2 separate regions of the Mus musculus genome follow, and region 2 is linked to region 1. The links are chromatin contacts, called in public HiChIP or PLAC-seq maps. All regions are on one chromosome and are shown on one strand. The core of a region is the stretch at or near the end of the contact, and the rest is flanking DNA. Distances in the headings are between cores, read along the strand shown. Region 1 has its middle 29 kb from the start of Ankrd60. Region 2 has its middle 41 kb from the start of Gm30143.

Region 1 (6,497 bases), core at 3,677-6,176:
TACTGAAGTTGTTTAATCAGCTGTAGGAGTTCTCTGGTGGAATTTTTGGGTTCACTCATGTATACTATCATTATCATCTGCAAATAGTGATATCTTGACTTCTTCCTTTCCAGTTTGTATCCCTTTGACCTCCTGTTGTTGTCTAATTGCTCTGGCTAGAACTTTGAGTACTAGATTGAATAGGTAGGGAGAGAGTGGGCAGCCTTGCCTGGTCTCTGATTTTAGTGGGATTGCTTCAAGTTTCTCTCCACTTAGCTTGATATTGGCTATTGGTTTGCTGTACATTGTTTTTTATTATGTTTGGGTATGGGCTTTGAATTCCTGATCTTTCCAAGACTTTTAACATGAAGGGATGTTGCATTTTGTCAAATGCTTTTTCAACATCTAATGAGATGATCATGTGGTTTAAAAAAAAATCTAAATCCTAAAATTAAAATTCTAAAAAGCATTCAGTTACTCCACTACACAAAGAAAGAATTTAACAAAAGAACAAAAACTGGTAAGAAAAATGAAAAACAGATAGCAAGAGGGTAGGAATAAATCCAAAGATGTCAACAACTATATTAAGCAAACCGGATTAAGTATGCCAATTAAAAGACATAACCCATGAGTCTAGACAGAAGAGACTCAATCATAGACTCATAAAAGGAGAAACTTTTAAATGCAAAGAATTCTCCTTGATGACAAAGGTAAATAAATTAGAAGGATATAAACACTGAACCTGCTACATTAAACACAGCAGAAAAAGACAATGTTAAAGAGCAATGTTTCCGTTTTCACCATGTTAGAGCAATCCAAGAAAGCTGAGCTCTAGGAAGTAGAGCGGAGGGAAAGGTAGGAAGGAAGGCTGCACCTCTCAGGCTGAACTGAGAACCACAGCGAGAAGCAGCGAGCAGACACCACTGAACCTCACACTGGAGATGAAGTCAGCCAGCTTTCTTACATACCCAACTTACCCAATGACACAGAAGATCATACAAAAATGAAGTCCTTATCTTCTTACCAAAACCATGCCATGTCAAAGGAAACTCCAGAGCCACAGATCTGACTGGAGAAGTAACAAGAATGTAAGAGGGCGAAGGGGCCACAGACTTACACAAAACCTCTCTGAAGACTGCTTCTCGAATCCCAGTGAGGTGGGAAAGAGCAGTGGGCGCGGTGGAGAAGCAAGGCACTCGCCTGACTCTCACTACACCTAAACCAACATCACAGGGTTTGGGGCCTGAGCTTCCTGCTGTGACAGAGCCAGAGAATGTCATGTCTACCACAGTCCTGTCAAAGAAACAGAGGCTAACATGAGGCCTGAAGGAAACACTAGGCAGTGCCAAGATGGAAGACATTCTACCAAGGAACTGGCCTACACTGTGTCAAGACCTCCCAGGTTACAAGATCTAAAGATTCAGAAAGTGTTTAAGGTCAGGACACTGGAGACAGGAGGACTCAGGGCCAAGAGAGACTTCAACGCTCTTGTATTGCGTAATGTCAAATGATCTTGTCTCCAAGTCAGTCTCAAATGGCTCATATGTGTGTGTATAGACACACACACACATATGTGCACATGTACACACATGCTTTACACACATATGTATACATGCATGTGTGTGTGTGTGTGAACAGAGAAGAAAGGATGACACAAACCAAAGTGACAGGCTCCTAGAGAAGGGGGAGGGAGAACACAGCTTCCATTCTTCTAACTCTCCTGTAAGCTCAATCAAAAGCTACCTCCTGTTGGGCCTGGTGAGGTACACCTTTAATCCCATCAGTTTGAGGGGCAGAGGCAGGCAGATCTCTGTGAGGTCAAGATCAGAGTGGTCTACAAAGTGAGTTCCAGGACAGCCAGCATTCTGTTATGCAGAGAAACCCCGTCTCGAAAAAGGAAAAAAAAGAAAAAAAAAAAAGCTATCTCCAAATGTTTAGAAAGAATATCTCAAAATAAGTAAACAAGAAAAAGTAGAAGGAAGGAAGAAAGGGAGGGGGAGAGAGTGGGAGGGAGGGAGGGAGGGAGGGAAGCATTTTCTCTCCAAGCTCCATCTTTCTCAGGGACACAGCACTGCTAGAGTACAGTAAAGAATTCTGGGTGGGTAATATAGCCATCTTCTGTTGAGAATTTGTACACAGACAAGCAAAGCGGGACACACACACACAGAGAGAAATCTAATTGGGGTGAGGGAAGGGTAATCCAAGCCCAGAACACAAATAAGGAAAAGGCCTCTCTCTGCCTTCAAGCTCTGAGGACACAGACTTCTGATGTAACGCTGAGCAGAGTTGTTCAGTGACAGCCACAATAAATGAGGATGTGAGACCTCTGTATCCAGGGTAACGGGCAACTAAAGAGCTCCCTGTATCTCTTTCCACTCCTCTCGACCACCACACCCACATGACCTTATTACTACACCATATAAGACAAATCCAGAGTCATTAGAAGGCAGCACACAGTGACGAGACATGACATCCCAGCAGCCCTGGGAACCACATGTGTGGAATGGCGATCTTCACTGAGTTGCTTGGAGCCAACTATTCTTTACAGCCCATAACCACAGCATTCTTCTTAAATAAATGCACAAATAAAAATGAGCTCAAAATAGGGATGACGACAAAAAATGAGGAAGCCTTACTGTGAAAACGTGTTGAGAGAAAACCAGGCTTCTGACAATTAGTTATAATCGCAGAATGCTAATGGCCTCCCTGCAAGCAAGAGGAATTATAATTGGTCTCCAGTGGCCTGTTTATCCTGTCTAGATATAATTACAAGATACAGCTCTCGCCGTTTTTACCAATCCATTCATCCGACAACTAACATTTATTCAGCACGGGCTCTGGGCTTGGCCTGTGCTGGGTGCTGATGGCACAAGGCCACAGTGACCCCAGGTCAGAGCTTGCCACTTCAAGGGACAGGTAAATGGGACTTTATAACTCAACTGCTAAGTGAAAGGAGATGGACATGCAGCAGCCTGTGATGACAGAGAGGAGAGTGTCACTAACAGTGATCGGGTGTCGGGAAAGATGTGAACAAAGCACTGTGAGTACACAGGTGATCTACCAAGAACTGAGCCCTGGTCTCCACAGGAAGGCTGCGTGGTCTAACTGGTACTGCAGGCGAGGTAACGGTCCCCGTCATACAGGCACCTAAGCTGCTGGCATCACAATTGACTGATTACGATTCCCAACGAGAATGAAAACTGAGGAGAAGACAGATGTGTGTGTTTTCCATGTGACAAGTCCTTTCCCGCAGAGCAGCCTCCTTCTGAGTTGGCATGTGCTGATGTGTATACAGATGTCCCAATATCCAAACACAGGGCACACAGAACCCAGAGAGCCGCTTCCATCATCTGTAAGCCAAGGGCTTCCTGAGTATTTACCACAGCGTTTTGGGGTATTACCCACAGAACCAGACAACATTCTGTTTGGGGAGCTCCACAACACATACGTGGGCCTGTACTCCTCAAATAAAAGCACCTCATGCTACACACACCTCCACTTCCCAGCTGAGAAGATGGCAGCCCCCAAGCTCTTGGTGTTCAGGACCCCCCTAACTTCCAGGCTCCAGGAAAAGAACTGAACCAAAGCACAGCTGGGGCAAAGAGCACAATACCTCCTTCTCCTGTGGGGTCCATGGAAAGGTAAGCAAGCCCTCCAGACACAAGAGAGCAGAGCTAAGCGGTGCATAGTAGGGCTTCAGAGTCACAAGCCAGAAAGCAGTTTCTTCTGCAAATGCCCTCGCTGTGGGATCGGACTGTCTACTCCACGGGAGGCTTGCTTTATATTCCAAATGGCTGAGGGCTGGGACAGACATTGCTGATAAGAATGGAGTATTTGGAGACAAAATAAAGTGAATCCTGCAGCAATGCTTTCGGCTCTGGTGCCCTCGGCACTGCCAGTCTTTAGGGATAAGGTGTTTGAGTGCCAGCTGTGACCTTGGAAACCCGTTGGACAGAGTTCTAAATGAAAACGGAGATCTACTTGGCAAAGTTCACTGCTCAACTGCCAAACACCCCGACTAAATGCTATTATCCAGGTTCATTTTGCAAAGTAAATTAAATTTCTTTTAGAGAAACTTGAAATTTATAAAAGAACCCTGGAGAATTTGAATTTTAATAATCAATTATTCCTCAGACTGATTCATCTTATAAACATATGGAATATGCAAAAAATTAAATTAGTTTAAAAATCTAGACCTTTAACGCATAGTTGAAAAAACACTTTTATATAAATGAAGAATAATTGCCAAATGTTCTGACACTGCAATATAATTTTTTAGCTACATGGCGTATAATGCTTTTGCACTTTGGGGAAGGAGATAATTCCTTCCTCTCACGTCATTCCTCTCTGAACAAGAGACCAGCTCTCTGCTCACCCTGTGCTCATCACCCAGGCCTAGGATTTTAAAACCATTTATGCAAAATTATTTCCTAAAAGGCTGGACCAATCCTGCAGCTCTGAGCCATAATTCGAGGAAGGGGTCAAGCACACAAGCCTCATCTGTACAGGGCAGTGAAGGGGCAGCTGCCAAAGGAAATGAGATGGCTCATGATGGTCCCTGAACACAGAGAACAAGCAAGGCCGGGCTGGGGCACTGGGTAAGTACAGCAGAAGCCAGCACGCTCACCACCTACCAAGGAAGAAGGAGGAAGGAGGAAGCCCTGGCTGCCTATACAGTCCCTTAATAGTGGTATGCAGCCTGCTACCACTGGATGCTACATGGAAAACCAAGCTGGCAGGGCCCCTGAGCACACACCTCTGCCCCTCCAAGTGTGCTGCCACCCCACCCATCAGGGACTGCTTACTGCTCACACCCCTCCTGGTCTAACATGTTTATATAACACATTAGATATAGCAAAGGGTTTTTTTTTACTAAGTACTGTGTAACACATTACCTCATACACCATCGTGGGCCCCACGCCTCTAGACTGAGCTTTACTGTAAGACTGGGCATCCCGCCCAGCAGCAGTGTCAACAGTGTAAGTGGCTGGTGACTGGCACTCACTTGGCTGAGACTCCTCCAGCCCTGGTACTCCAAGAATGAGCATGTCTAAAGACAGGATCAAGGTTACCCATGAAACTTTCCTGAATAAACTCTGACCATCTAACTCAGAGAATGGTGCATGCCTGAAGTTCAACTCCTGTGAGAATTCAAGTCCTGAATTAGCCACCAGCTGTGCAAGCCACTCCCAAGGAAGACTTACGCTCATGGCCTCCTTCCTGCATTCATCATCACGGCTGGGAGCAGACCGCTCCAGCAGAGCAGGACATACTTAGCCTTCAATGTCACACTGGGAAATGAGACCTTGCTCCAGAAGGGCCAGTAGCGCTTCCTGGCTGGGTTTTCTGACCTGGAGGGAAAATGGTGGAAGGTGAAACAGGAGATGGGGTAGATGCCTTCTCAGGATGGAGGCAGGCCTCCCACCGCACTCTCCATATTCCTCTGGGTCTGCCCTTTAACCACCCCCCCCTCTTGCCTGAGGGAGCCCCAGCCTCTTGGTGCAACCATTCCTCCCGTATGTACATTTTTGTGTATTTTTCATAATTGTCATGTGACTTGCAGAGGGTGACAATGGAGGGTTGTACCATGTCTGAGGTGCCCGCTGTCCTCAGCGCACCATCAGCACAGGCAGCGGGTGACAGGACATTTATTCTCTTGGGGCTTGGTGAATGGACACACGTCTGGCCCACTGGGCCAGGTGTCAGAGTGAGAGACAGCTTCTGCTGCTGTACAAGCCTGGGCCTCACCACAGCGGCGCGTACTGCAGACACGCGATGCTTCGCACCCAAGGCCACTATGGATCAGCATCAGGTGCAAAGGCACCAGTGGCAGCTAGAGACGAAAGCACCTAAAATTCCCATTTTTATAGAGAACAGTTCACTGTCAGGAGAGGAAGGCAAGAAAATTGTAACGGGTCCCAGAAGTGAACAGACCTTGTCACGGATGGTCACTCCATAGCAGGGCACAAGAGGGCAAGGCCCAAGGCTGTGGCCACAAAGGCTACTCGACACTAGGACTGCCTGGTCTGCCAACAGCCAAGCCAGAGGAGACAGGAAAGCCATCGGGAAGGGTAGCAAGCAGGGCCAGTCTGCAGGACTCTGACCTCTCCTGTCCCCTTGTATTCTGCACCCCCAGCCTGCCCCAGTGGCAGCCCCTGGAGGTCGCTGCTTCTCAACTATGTTCTCCCTGGGGCCATGTGGCAGATCCGGGAACACAGAAGACAGAACACACAGCAAACATGTGCACAAACACTCAGCTGTCTGAGGCCCAGGGGATAGCAATGGGGGATGAGAGGGCACAGGCTGATGGTGACACTGGAGGTTTCCTGACTCCAGCTCAAGGGTCTACATCTCCAGCCCCATGGTTCATTGCCTGAGCTTCAGTCTTGTCACCTGTGAGACTGGACACTAATACAGAAGTCCCAGATAGTGTTGGGATGGCTCTGGATAAAGCCACAAGGTGGAAGCAACAATGGTCAAAAGTGTGTTAAGGTGGGTGTGGGAGGTTGGGGGGCGTG
Region 2 (6,014 bases), core at 1,426-3,925, 370 kb after region 1:
AGGCATTGCACAAAAGGACTACCCGATGAGACCCAGCAGCCCAGCCTCAGCATCTCTTGCTCTGGAGTTGTGAGCTCATCTCCCTTGTCTTTCTCAACACTCTTCACGGGCAGAAGGAATAAGGAGAATGCTAGGTTTGGTGTTTATTGGCACTTATTATTTTGTGTTTTGAGAGTGCTGGAGGATTGAACTTAGGGCCTTATGTATACTAGGCAAGCTCTCTACCACTGAGCTATGACTCTAGCTAGCACTGTGGGCATTTATTGATAGAATTGAGAGTGATTGTCAGAAATGGAGCCCTTTCATATCACTTCCTCTTACACCTGTTTAAGAGGTATTGGCTGAAGCAAGCTTTACAGGGGCAATCTGGCCTTCTAGGTCGAGTCCTTTGTGTGTACGTGGTGGTACACACAAAGCATACTTGTTCATGTATGTACTGCTATGCATTTGTGTGCATGTGTGTGTATAATGACAGAGGTGGGTATCTTTCTCAGTTGTTTTGTTTTGTTTTGTTTTGTTTTGTTTGAGACAGGACCTCTCACTGAACTTGTGAGGCTAGGTTGGCTGGTCAGTCAGCTCTAGGCATCTACCTGTCTCCACTTCCCCAGCACTGGGGTTACAGGTATACAAACTGTACCCAGCTTTTTATGCAGGTTCTAGGGATCCAAACTCAGGTCTGAACACTTGTATAGAATTCTGCCAACTAGGCCAGCTCCCCAGCTTGTGACTAAGTTCCTCCAGCAAAAGTAGAATGGGGGTTGTAGGGGCTTGGGGCACCCCGACTTCATAATGAATCACCTTGTGGATGTTTTATCATGTAGTCTGCTCGTTAGTGTGAGCCTTGGCTGTGGTCTCTATAGATGAGGCTCCCCTCTCCAAGATCATCATGATGGGGTGCATGCTAAGGGCTGTTAAGGCTCTTTCAATCCCAACACTCTCAGAACACTTGCCTTGTGGTCAGACAAGGGAGGGGAGCAGCTTGGAGTTGGCCTTTTGTCTACTTTTGACCTTTTATGTCTAGGTGACTACTTATATACTGAATGGGCCCCAAATTCCAACCTAGATACAACCTGGATACCCTGGGGACAGTAGTTTGCTCATCAAGGTCAACCTTCTTCTCTCTCCTTCAGATGGAGACCACCCCCCAACCAGGGAAGAAAAAAAATGAAAGCCTGCCTGGGCTAAATGAGTTTTTGTAAAGACACCATTCCGTGGAGAGTGAATTCCCAGGGTGGGTCCAGCATTGCAGATGTGATAAAAACAGGAATCTCTCTGTTAGGAGTGGGTGGGTGGTGCAGAAGTTGGATCACCACAAGGCCAGCCATTCTCTACCACGGCAATGCTGGCCACAGACCTGCTCTGGCTGGTTGTTCATTAACTTCATAGAGGGCTTTTCCCTGGTATGCGAGGGCAGCCTCTGACCCAGATAAAGTCTCTACTAACAGTGTGACCTTTACAGAGTGGCAGGGCTGTGTCCCCTCTGGGTCTCTGAAATAATAAATCATCTAGGGCTGGTGAGAGAGGCCACACGAGGAGTCAGACAGAGGACAAAGGGGAGGGGGTGCTAAATCTAAATTCTAGGGGGTTAGGTTTTTTTCAATTTTATTTTTGCTTTTGCAGTGGTTTTCTTAAAACATAATTATAATCTAATGGCTCAAACGCCAACACCTGGAGTTCTACTGTCTCAATCCCTATCTGTCTCATTTAGAAGAAGCAGGATGCTAAGCAGGACTGTTGTTTCCCATCCAGGGGCAGACAGCAAGGCTGCAAGGGGCAGGGAGGAAGGGTGGAAGTGCATCCATCCTGGCTGCTGGAGCCTCATCAGATGATACCTCCCCCACCCCAGGAGAGGGCCATCCATCAAATCCCCCTGCCCTAGCCTTACCAAAAAAAAAAAAAAAAGGACTCCCAAGCCTACAGAGGTTTGGGCATGAGAGGTTCCCCCAAAAGAAGTTGAATGTGACAATTTGTTGTTGTTGTTGTTGTTGTTGTTGTTTGTTTTTATTTCGGTGCCAGGCTAAAATATAAATTCTAGGCCAAGAGTTTGAGATTATTGTGATTTTGTTGTTGTTGATGCTCTGAAGGTAGTTTTTTAGGATCAGAATCTCGGTGCATGGAGGGACTGTAAAAGACTGAGAGGTGCCCAGGGTCTCCGTTCTCAATAGCTCTTTGTAAATGTTCCTTGCTACGGGTTTAGGAGCTCTATCTTATTTTAAAAATTTAAAGCCATTTTCAGAGCCTCAAGGCAGCAGTTGGAAATTCCCTCCCTCCTACTTTTCTTTTCTCCCTCCCTTCCCCTCCCTCCCCCTTACTTCCATTTGTTACTGGGGCTAGAATGCAAGGTCTCTCACTCAGCCAAAGATCTACAGCCCGAGCCCTGTGGGCCCTGTTGCTTTTGATGTTGAGACTAGGCTAAGTTGCCTGGGCTGTTCCTAATCACACCCGTAGCCTGGACAGGCCCTGAAATTGGAATCTTCCTGAATAAAGAGAGCCCGGCACCACCAGTTTCCTACCCTGCCAGACCCTTACATCTGAAAATCCTAAATTCGTCCACATTCCTGAGTTGATAAACAGAGAAAAATTGAACTCAACAAAAGTGGAATGGGTAGAAACTCCCCTAGACTATATCCTCTCTGGCACCGGGAGAAACAACCTGGGCATTTTCTTCCAGTGTGTTAGATCATACAACCTGTCCAAGAAGAGGAAAAACAGCCTGCTGCCCTCTGGGGTGTGATTAATCCCTATTTGTTAATTTTTAACTTTTAGCTTTCTTTTTTACCACCTAAGCTTATACTTTTTTGCCTTGAAGGCCCAAAGGCCGACAGAGGGGCTCTAAGGTGTTTTGCAAACACTTAAAACGAACAAAACCTCCAGTTTCAGGGCTCACCTTCCCCACTGTGAGGTTAGGCATGAGAGCTCCGGGGATTAAAGAATAGCGACAGTGTCCTGAGGATTGCACGGCCGCTGCCTTCAGACCAAGGGCCCACAGAGTTTTAATGGCCAGATCCTTATCTAGCCAGAACTCATTTTGATGTGCATTTTACAAGCCACTGGTCAAGATATAAAAGTAGTTTAAGCCCCGAAAAAAAATTACTGAGGGCAGGCATCGAACAGTTTGTAAATCCATAGGATTTTATGCCTTAGGGAGTGCAAATCCTTCTCTTTAGATAATGTAAATTGGGCAGAAGTCATAAATAGGGAAATAAATACCATCACGATCCAGCTCCCAGCATAGGAAGCTACTGCCACTGAGGGTTGTCACTAAGCTCAGCAGCAGGGCCTGCAGAGCCAGGTGTTCTCTGGGGTCAGCCATTTTGTTCTTACTGGTTTAATAACCGTCCTCACTCCGCATCTTCACTGAGAGCTTGCGAGGAGGCCGCAGCCACCTCCATTCCCAGAAAACTCATTTTGGGGGTGCCTGCATTTGGACAACGGCTGCTTCATTTTCCGATCTCTGGCTGGGGCTGGAACGTGGGTGCTCTGTGATTGCATTACTTATTTCATACGTTTTCCTTGGAATGTCTACCTGTGGCCACTGCCCTGCTTTGGCGGCCTCTTGATTTATGGTGGCTATAAACATTCCAAAGTACACACGTCAGTTAAATAATACCATAACATTATACAGTTACAATTTTGTTATAAATGTGCCGACAGAGCAGGAAAAAAAGGCAGTTTCTATGCTTCTTCCCACCCCACATTCCTTCCTGCTTCCTTCACTGTGATGATCTTGGAAGCCACCAGCTCTGTGAAATTAGGGCAGACATCTAGGGTTCAGATATGGAGTGGTCTAACCACCTCCCAGCCCTACCCTCCTGAAATGGTCCTGTGTTCTTCAGCATTGGTGTGTCCTGATACAACACATACCTCTTTAAGGGCTAATGAGATGGCTCAGTGGGTAAAGGCTCTTGCAAAAATGCACAAACCTGGAGGTGTAAGTATGGCCTGTGGAACCAGTGGAAAGGGAGGACTGAGTTCAGGGAGTTGTTCCCTAACCCCCACGAGTATGCCATAGCACACATGAACATGCATATGGACACACACCTGTATGCATGCATGAATGCACACACATACATGCATTCACACACATACACAAAGGATACTGAAAGAGGGAAGGAAGAAAACCTGCCTGTGGACCCAGGGATTTGGAGAGATTGTTATTCAGTCAGAAAACCCATCTTAGCACTCCATAGACGACTGTCAGGAAGAGAGTCCACACAGGTCTCTTCACAGAAAACACTAGAACATACAGAAGCTATAATTGGTACTGACCAGAATAGAAAAACAAAAAACAAACAACAACAACAACAACAAAAAAAAACCCAAAAACCCACCGGTGAGTGTGCCTCAGGGGCAGCAGGGAAACCTTCCACAAAGGAGCAGTTGGACAAAATGTAGCTCACTGGGCCTTTTATTTGGAGGTTATTCTTCCTATAGGTCCAGTTCATCCTGCAGTTCCAGCTTAGCAAATAGGGACACGGACAGTCCTGAATGCTTGCCGCTTGAATCTGAACTGGGCTGCAGTGCTGCGGAACCAGTGTTGGTTAGTTGGTTGCAGGGTCTAGTCAGGCTTTGGGTCTGGTGGTCAAGAGGCCATGGTCTTTTTTCACAGGATCATGAAGGATGCTTACTAAATGCATCTCATTTGGGGTAAAGCTCCTGTGAGGGACTCACAGCCTTTTCAGACTCCCACTCACTGTCTTCCCTGTATACCACAACTCGAGAATGTTTGAATTTGATACTTGGCGATTCCAAAGCTACCTATTTCTGCCATCCCAGCGTATAGAAAAGTACAGGCAGAAGAACTAGGAGTTCCAGCCTAGGCTAAAACAACTGTGTGAGGTCAGAAAGTTATCCCTAGAAGCCAAAAAGCTCAGCTTCTTGCATGCAGATCCCAGCTTCACACCTTGTGTATTTCCCTTGAGCCATGGGCAGAAGCCAGGAAACAAGAAGGGGGCCTTTGAGGGAGGGGGAGAGTAACCCAAAGGAAGGGGGCTTGAAGGGTCACATGGAGGTCTACTGACTCACAAAAGAGCCCCAAACACTAATAATCAGAGGGTTAGTAGAACAGATAGGAGTTGAAAGAAGGGAGGCTATGGAGATTTAAGCGATATGCATGGGAGGTGGGGCGGTCCGTGGGAGTGGGTTAACCAAAACCAGAGTTGTATACAAAAGCCCTAGAGAAGCTCAGGAATTACTACGGTAACTTCAAAACCACAGCTTAGCAAAGGGAAACGGAATTCACGTGGAATCACCCCAGAGGGGTGGACAATATCATTCGCAGACAACTTGGGTTATTAAACGAAAGTCTCAGTAGAAGGGACCCCTTCCTGGGTCAGGAAGGTCACAGAAGATGGCAGAACAAGACCGGCTATGCAGTTGCCCTTTGCCATCCACTTAATTACGTGATAAAACCCTGTAGACACCACACACGTTGTCTGTAAGACATAGAGAGCTCACACTGCTGGAGAAATGGCTTAGTGGTTAACATTATTGATTTTTTTCCCCCCAGAGGACCTGGGTTGGATTCCCAGCACCTGCATGATGCCTCGCTTCCATCTCCAGATCCAGGAGGTACAGTATCTGTCACCACACTAGAGGCAGTGGGACCTGTGAGAGCGGAGCCGATGAATGACACAGACTCAAGTCTCAGGGAACAACCAACTTCCATTTAGAGCATCGAACAGACAATTTATACTCTGAGGGTCACCTGAGTAAAGGCGACATAGGTCCAGGCTGTAAACATTCTGAATAACAAAAACAAGAATCAGTGGGTAAATTGGAGCAACCCATTCCTACCTACCACATGCAAGAGGGCAGAAAAACACATTCTGAGAGCAATCCTATGTTTTGAAGAAACTGTGGTCAGACTTTTCTCACAAGCATTGAGAATGCTGGACCTGTGTGCTACAATATCGACCTGCTATGTAAGATGAGCCCACAAGGCAGGGTCAGTGGAATGAGCACTGTGGGGTAACTGACCAATTTCAGACGGGATTTAAGGCCTGTTCTACAGG

The links. HiChIP or PLAC-seq counts read pairs in DNA pulled down with a chosen protein or histone mark.
Region 2: an HNF4G HiChIP or PLAC-seq map of pancreatic cancer cells shows a contact between it and region 1. The contact joins two enhancer-like sites. A contact is called at or near these places in 4 of 484 Hi-C or Micro-C datasets (bone marrow-derived macrophages, cerebral cortex, embryonic stem cells and 1 more), 1 of 115 datasets of contacts at active chromatin or transcription factors (pancreatic cancer cells) and 1 of 9 other capture datasets (embryonic stem cells).

Annotation. Positions count from the first base shown.
Region 1 is chr2:173,603,550-173,610,046 of GRCm38.p6, forward strand. It overlaps the pseudogene Ppp4r1l-ps. Among named protein-coding and RNA genes, the nearest start is that of Ankrd60, 29 kb to the left of the region's middle. Within about 2 kb of position 4,927, at least 40 of the 459 cell types and tissues checked have an H3K27ac peak or open chromatin away from gene starts, as enhancers often do. A contact at or near this core is called in pancreatic cancer cells, where this site is marked.
Region 2 is chr2:173,975,051-173,981,064 of GRCm38.p6, forward strand. No RefSeq gene overlaps it. Among named protein-coding and RNA genes, the nearest start is that of Gm30143, 41 kb to the right of the region's middle. Within about 2 kb of position 2,676, at least 58 of the 459 cell types and tissues checked have an H3K27ac peak or open chromatin away from gene starts, as enhancers often do. A contact at or near this core is called in pancreatic cancer cells, where this site is marked.